Regions from separate parts of the Mus musculus genome. Here region 1 is linked to region 2. A link is a contact called in public Hi-C data. All regions are on one chromosome and are shown on one strand. Each heading gives the region's core, a stretch centred on a gene start, on an enhancer-like site or on the middle of the called end of the contact. The rest is flanking DNA. Distances are from core to core; before and after follow the strand shown.

The links. A called contact is a pair of places that touch in the nucleus more often than the background predicts.
Region 1: a contact with region 2 is called in a Hi-C map of the G1E-ER4 cell line, with 1.9 times the contacts expected there. The contact joins two enhancer-like sites. A contact is called at or near these places in 4 of 484 Hi-C or Micro-C datasets (the G1E-ER4 cell line, the N1E-115 cell line, liver and 1 more) and 12 of 115 datasets of contacts at active chromatin or transcription factors (the 230-238 cell line, acute myeloid leukemia, a beta-TC-6 cell line and 8 more).

What each region holds. Positions count from the first base shown.
Region 1 is chr19:45,471,473-45,475,055 of GRCm38.p6, forward strand. The region is part of intron 4 of Btrc (beta-transducin repeat containing protein); the gene reads left to right. Among named protein-coding and RNA genes, the nearest start is that of Gm19639, 70 kb to the right of the region's middle. Within about 2 kb of position 1,524, at least 80 of the 459 cell types and tissues checked have an H3K27ac peak or open chromatin away from gene starts, as enhancers often do. A contact at or near this core is called in the G1E-ER4 cell line, where this site is marked.
Region 2 is chr19:45,305,845-45,309,449 of GRCm38.p6, forward strand. No RefSeq gene overlaps it. Among named protein-coding and RNA genes, the nearest start is that of Gm29595, 4.3 kb to the left of the region's middle. Within about 2 kb of position 2,082, at least 57 of the 459 cell types and tissues checked have an H3K27ac peak or open chromatin away from gene starts, as enhancers often do. A contact at or near this core is called in the G1E-ER4 cell line, where this site is marked.

The DNA of each region.
Region 1 (3,583 bases), core at 274-2,773, 170 kb after region 2:
GCCTCTCGAGTACTGAGATTAAAGACAAGCACCACTATGGCTGGCCTCCCTAAGAGTGGGCGTAGTGCTCTGGAGATAGACTGACGCTGACAGCTTGAGCAGAGATCCAGTTATGTTGTGCCACTGTTACTTGGCCAGGCATAGCTGTATATGCCTTTAAGCCCATTGGAAGGCAGAGGCCAGCTTGGTCTACAAAGCAAGTTATAGGACAGCCAGGGCTACATAGAGAAACCCTGTCTCCAAAAACCAAAACCAAAAGAGATGTCACATTTGATTTTGAATGAAAAACTGTTTTTATCTGTCCATATGGCCTAAGTCTTTCATGTATAAATATGTGCTATATCTCTAGATACAAAAATAATATTTCAAATTAAAATCTTCAGAGCTGAAGAGATGGCTCAGTAGTTAAGATCACAGGTTGATCCTGTACAGGATCCAGGTTTAATTCCCAGCACCCACATGGTGGCTTTACAACCATCTGTAACTACAGTTCAGGGGATCCAATTTCATCTTGTGGCCAATATAAACACTGCATGTGCATGGTACACAGGCATTGTTTCTGTTTTTCTTAAAAAAAACATCTTTATTACCATTTAGGATTTTGTTGTTTTGCAATTTTTTCCAAATTTCAGCTTAATCTATTCTTTTTTATTTACTATTAGAGGTAAGACTTTGTTTCTATCATGTGAACTCTATCTTATAAAATTCAAGAAAAGCTATCTTATTTCTTTTGGGTTACTACAACAAAATATAAACAGTAGCTTATAAAAATAATTTTTATATGATTGTGACAATAGATTCAATGTCTACTTAAAAGTTCACATCTTGGTAGACGGAGCCTTGCTATGAGTAGTCTCAGGATGGAAGGAGTGCCAAGCTCTCCTGGATCTTCTGCTAACTGTTCCTGAGGACTCTGTTCTCATACACGAGGTGGTTAGAGGGGAACACAATCAAATTGTTACATAGTAGCAATAATAATTTTTATTCTATTTCCTAAAACATATAGTAATCTCTTAACCCTGCTTTATTAGCTGAAAACATATTACACATAGCCATTGGAATTAGCCATATGAGTAATGTCAGATTTATTTTAAATTATAGCAGCAAAAGGTAGGTTCATCAATTGTGTATTGAGTCCACATCTTAATTTGCTACAAAAATGAGGATTAATGTAAATTAGATTTAAATTTCAGTTCCTTAGTAACAGCTTGCAGGTGCCACTTGGACCCCGGGTGGGGACTGGGTGGAGAAAGTGTGCTTTCACGCTTGTGCACGCTGCTCTCGCTTTCGTCACAAGTGGGTTCCTGCTGCTAAACAAGGCAAAGGCAAAGTCTTAACATGAGCACCAACCCAAAGACAGGGCGACAATTTAATGAGTTTCCTTGAGAGCTGGCCAACTGAGCATCTGTTCCTTTTGTTTTTCTCTACTTGGTAAGCCAGTGTTTCTGAACTCCTTAGCCGCGTTGCTGTGTGTCTCTACCGTGTGGGGGTGGGGTTGTTTCTTTTTCTACCCTCTACTTGAGTAGTGCAGTTAGAAATCTTCTGGCATCTGGCACAGTGGTGTAATTTCTTCCGTGCTCTTGAGTGAGGAAATGTTTGCTCATTGCTGCTCATCATGTCTGTCTCCTTGCTCCCAGATGGTGACCTTCTCCTCCCATTCCTGCCTGTCTTAACATTATTCTGACACCTATTTTCTCTCATTGTCCCCTTAACCACTCTAATTGAATAATGATTTCTATAATTTCCAGTTGGAACACAACCAACTTCCTGCTTCTCCTTATTGGCCCACATCCTGTCTTCTAGTTCATTGCTTCAGATTTGAGACAGATTGTCAGATAAAAATACATAACTGAAAAAAATGTTTACCACAGTACAATAGCATGGCCCCAATGAGAGTTGTCCTCTCTCCCTGCTAAACATGCTCTGTCTGTCTCGTGATTTCATGCTGTCTCTCTGGGCCTCAGTTACTGCTTGACCCTTGAAAGAAATGACTCAAAGTTATGTTTGTGGATCTTTAAACATTTTTTATTTCTTTTTCCTCACCTTTACTTCTTAGTAATGGTTTGTCTGCTACTGATTCAGATTGTGCTCCAGTGTGGCCTGCAGGTCCATATTTTGGTTTAGGTATAAGTACTAATTATAGCCTTTTTATTAAATATTGCTTGTTTGCATTTTACAGAAGGTATTGGTTCTTCTCAAAAGCAGAAACGAACCTTATTTTGTATATAGCTCTCCTCTGTTGGGTACTCTAGTTTTGCAGTTTCCGTATGGAAAGGGCACTCCCCTTAATTTGCTATAAAATGTAAGAAAGCACAGCTGTTTCATAAGTTACCTTCACAGCAGTCTCCTGAATCTTAGCTTGCCGGAAAAAGGGTCAAGAAAATATTTAAAACTAAAAGTGGGGAGTGCTCCGGATAATATTTGAAGCCATGAAGTGTCTTGTATATAGTTTACTTTTTCTGTCTGTCTGTCTGTTTGTCTCGGGTAACCCTGGCTGTGCGAACCATTCTGGCCTTGAACCCACAGAAACCCACCTGTGCTGGGATTAGAGGGGTGCCCCACCGTGCCTAGCTCGTTGAGTTTAGAGCCTTCTGTCTGCTCACAGTGCTGGAGTTAGGACACTCGTCTGGAGATGATGAGCTCTGTATTTATTGTAGCTTTAAATGGACAGTCATTACTGTCAACTCAGTCTCTCAAATCTATAATCACATCGTACCTAATTGTCAACCTTCATGTTTTTTAATTATGAAAGAAAACTAAGAACATTAATTTTTATGTTATCTTTCTATTGACTTTATTGATGTACCACAGAAAATTTTGGTTTGAGGCTTTTCCATAATTTACCTTTATATCCCACACCCGTTCCATAAACATGTATAGTTAAAATTGAGTTGTTCAAATACTTCTACCTTGATTCCTGGCCTAGACAGGGGTAGTTCTGTCTTTGTTTGGAATAAGCCCATTCGGTGGTCTTGTATACATTCTGTATCTGTTGTTGTTGTTGTTGTTATTTTGTTATTACTGGCTTTTATTTGAGATAATAATCTGTTTGAAACCGAGACAGAAAAATGTGATGTTCCTTCCCACTCACTCCAGATTTTGATAGAAGACTTGTTTTATTTATTTCCAAAATTATATCCGCAGGAAACAAGCTGTTTAAATTCAGATTATGCTGAAGCAAAATGGTCCTGGTATGAGAAGCAACGTGCTGTTTTACGAGCACAGAGTCCCTTTTCTCATAACTGATTGATAGTAAATATTTTCCTGAAGAATTATTGCCAACCATGAACAGTGCAACTGTTTCACTTTTTTTCCGTGCTACTTGCTGTACCAGCCATTGTCGGTAATTAAGATCTACAATTCACAGTGCAGACGTTTGCACTTCCTCTGGGTCTGTGCTATTTATAAGGCATTTCAGCTGTTCACAGTTTCTTCTGAGTTTTAAACTACATGTTAACAGGCTTCTCTAATATACTGTTCCACAAGAGCAAGTCTTCATGGAGGCCCTTCTGACAGACCTTAGCTTAGCTTTGTGGTGGACACAGCAAGGTGTAATTGTATCATCAGGGCCAGTGTGATTGGG
Region 2 (3,605 bases), core at 832-3,331:
ACCCTGAGTCTTCTGCTAGCCTTGAACAGTGTGGGGAATAATTTTTAGTGACTTACATTTTGTTATAGCAGCAGGAGCAGACTAAGACCTCTCAAACAGACTGGGGCTGAGAGCACAGTGCATATGTACAGTGAGTGTGTGCACATCTAGGACACAGGTGCTATCACTTTTAAAGCAGTTTTGGTTTTTCTGTGCCAATCAAATTAGGAAACTCGGGGTTGGGGCTGTAACTTAGTTAATAGAGGGCTTGGCTAGCACACATGAAGACCTAGGTTGGATACTAACACAAATGCACACTTGCTCATCTCAGGTGAAGGTCGGAGATCAGAAGTTCAAGGATATCTTTGGGTGCACAGTGCTTTCGGGGCCAGCCTGGACTACATAAAATCCTGACTCAAAAATAAACAAATTAGGAACTTGACATTTTGGAGGAGAAAGAGCGGAGTCCCACAGGGGAGAGATAACTCCCATTTCTCCAGGCCTTATGAAGATAGACTTCCAGGATGTGATTCAGGATCATCTGCCCAACAAGCTATCAGATGATTCAGGGAATGGGCTTTGGAAAGAGCTGGAAGCAGAGAAACATACATTCACATTCACAGAAGCTCAGAACCCCTCTCTTCCCTTTCCCTGCTTAAGTGGACGGACGGCGGGAGACTGGGTTCAGAGGATAAGGGACCCATGAAAGCAGCTATGCTGTTTCTCGGGATGAAAGAAAGTTGCCAGGAGCTGGGAGGTTGAAGGTCTGGATAAAGATCCCAGCTTTACAGAGAAATACTCCCAGCCTGGGCATGAGCCTTGTCATCAAGGATGCTGTTAGCTGTTTCACTGTGATTGGCACTGAGCCTCTCTGCTTTTAGGTTCTTTACCTGGAAAAGGAAAATACTACATTCCAGTTCTAATTTCTTCGTAGTCCTGGTTGTCCTGGAACATGCTCTGTAGACCAGGTTTGTCCTTGATCCACCTGCCTCTGCCTCTCAAGTTCTGGAACTAAGGGAGTGTGCCACCACTGTCTGGCCTGTTCTAATTTCTATAGTGTTTGGAGAGCTGGACTTGGGAAGGAGTAAAGCTATTTCAGGGCTGAATATTCAGACTTCTGAGATGGACAAAGACAGTTAATTGTACTGAAAGTGAGTGAAGCCTGAAATCTCTCAAGGGACACTTGGAGTCGAGGAACTGCTGTGACCAGGACAAGTGCAGAGCAGTAAATCAGCCCAGCTGTGGGACTGAAGAAAGGCAGGCTAGAATCACCAAGCAGTGCCACCTAAATTGTCTCTGCCCTGGGATCCAGCGCCAAAGCCCAGGAGTGATGGGAAGAAACTCCAATTAACAAGGCAGCTGTCAGTCAATCTCAATGGCAGGAAATCTGTGTGCTATTATGATCTGTACTTGGGCAAGGAATATTGGCTAGGAAGTGAGATTCTGTGTTTCCTTTCTCCAGTTTTCTTAGTAAGTTGCCTGCCTGAGAGCATTAACATCCCTTCCGCTGTTAGAGCAGAGGAGGAATCCGGGCACCCCTGGTGGTAGAGCTGTGGTTAGCAGGGGCAACACCTTTTTAGACTTGTTAGAGGAACTGGGTACAGAGTATGAAGCAGGTGGAAGGAGCCAGCATGTGAGTGTTGGGGCGGGGGTAGTGAGAGTAATGGAGACACCCCACCGTCCTCTTGACTTGCCAAGATGAAACCGAACAAGCCAGTAGGGAGACTTGGAGCGGAAAATCGCCTTGGATGATATTCCCCAGAGAGAAAGGACTAGAAGCCCAGAGTCATGGGCAGCCAGAAGCCAGCAGTCAGGGGAAGAGAGGTGAAGAGAGAAGCTATCCCTTTCCACGGATGTGCCTTGGCCCCTGACCAAGCGAAGAGGGGCAGATTTTCTGTCTTGTCCCAAGCCCCTGCATCTGCCACCTTGTTTACTTCATGTCTATTTATAGTCACAGGCTCTAAGCCTGGTATGGGACTCTGCGATTTATATGACTATAAACTTCCAAAGGGCACTGAGAACTGGCAGGGCAAAGATAGGGACAGAGGCAGGCCTCCCACGGTCAACGCATCTACCCTCCCACCTACTCTGACCTTAAATGCTACCAAAGGACAAGAGGTTCTAAGACCAGACTCAGAACACCAAGCCAGGGGCAGGAAGCCACATCACTGGTTTGACCCTTCTTCCCCTGAGTCCTGGATGTGGGGTGAGGTACAGATGTTTTAGTCTGATCTCCTTCACACACTTGGGAGCGTGTAGCGAACTTCTGTGTGGTAGCGTGGTTTCATCAGACAATGACTGAGTCTGAGCGACTCTAGACTTCAGAAGAGGAAGTGGAAGTGAAGACCTGCAGCCCAGGCTCTGCCTGCCCTATCCACTGACCAACAGGAAGAAAGATGAACCATTCTCATGGCCTCCTTCTCAGGGTGCCCTTGGAGGCCTGAGCCAGCCCACCCCTCACTCAGATCAGAGATGGTTAAGGCCTGACTATAGGATTCTGAGAGGAGCTCCTTGCCCTGTCTTTCCCCCCTAGGAGGCCCCCTGTTCAGACTCTCTACTTAATAAGTCTCCCTCTTTATGCTTGCCCACTCTCTTGCTCCTCAAGTGTTTTTAAGACTTTGAACGAGTGTCTAGACTGAGTTCTCCCTGCCCAATCCATACCAACCTCCCACGGTGCACTCCACCTTCCAACCCCCACCCTCCACTAGTCCCTACTCCAGGATCTGTCATATGAGCATTAAGGCTGGGTATATCTAAGTTCTCTGTCTGTCTCGTCTGTGTGTGTGATGTGACAAAAAAAAAAATAAATAAAATGTTATTTCTGGATATGTCTGTGAGGGTGTTCCCAGGAGAATGTTCACTTTTGGTCATTCGGCTTCTAGAAGGAAGATCTGCCATCACTCAGGTGAGGGGCAGCATCCAATCCACTGAACAAAGAGCAGAAGACCAAGCTCTGCTTGTCCTCCTGCCCTAGGAGGTGGCATTGCTGGTTCAGCCTCCCACCAGGACTCCCACCTGTCGTTCTCAGGACTAAGACTATGCTCTACTGTGACAGCTCCTAGCGACAGATCTTGGTACTTCTCAGCTTCCATGATCTGTGAGCCAATCCTTCACAGCAATAAATCAATGCCTCTCTCCTTCCCTTTCTTTCCTTCTGCCCTCTCATCTCAATCATGTCTGCTTCTCTGGCGATCCTTAATCCAGTGTCTGAACTCCAGGAGCTGGGTGGGGCAGGTATGAGGAAGAGAAAGCAAGCTGCATCCGGCTGGAAGGAGGGCAGAACTCCCTTCCTGCCCTCTCCAGGGGGAGGCAGCAGAGGACCATGGGAACTGCCCCATCCAGCTATAAGCACAAGGTTCCTTCAGGTCCTCTATCCACTGTGGAGTCCATATGGAGGCACTCGCCACTCGCGTGGTCTGAAGTTTTCACACTTGCAGCCCATTTCTCTGGTGCAAAGATACCTTGGGAAAGCTAGCCTGTTTTCAACTTAGTCTCCTGCCCCTTCTGTTCATTCTTTTTTTTTTTTTTTTAAAGATTTATTTATTTATTATGTGCAAGTACATTGTAGCAATCTTCAGGCACTCCAGAAGAGGGTGTCAGATCTCATTACAGATGGTTGTGAGCCA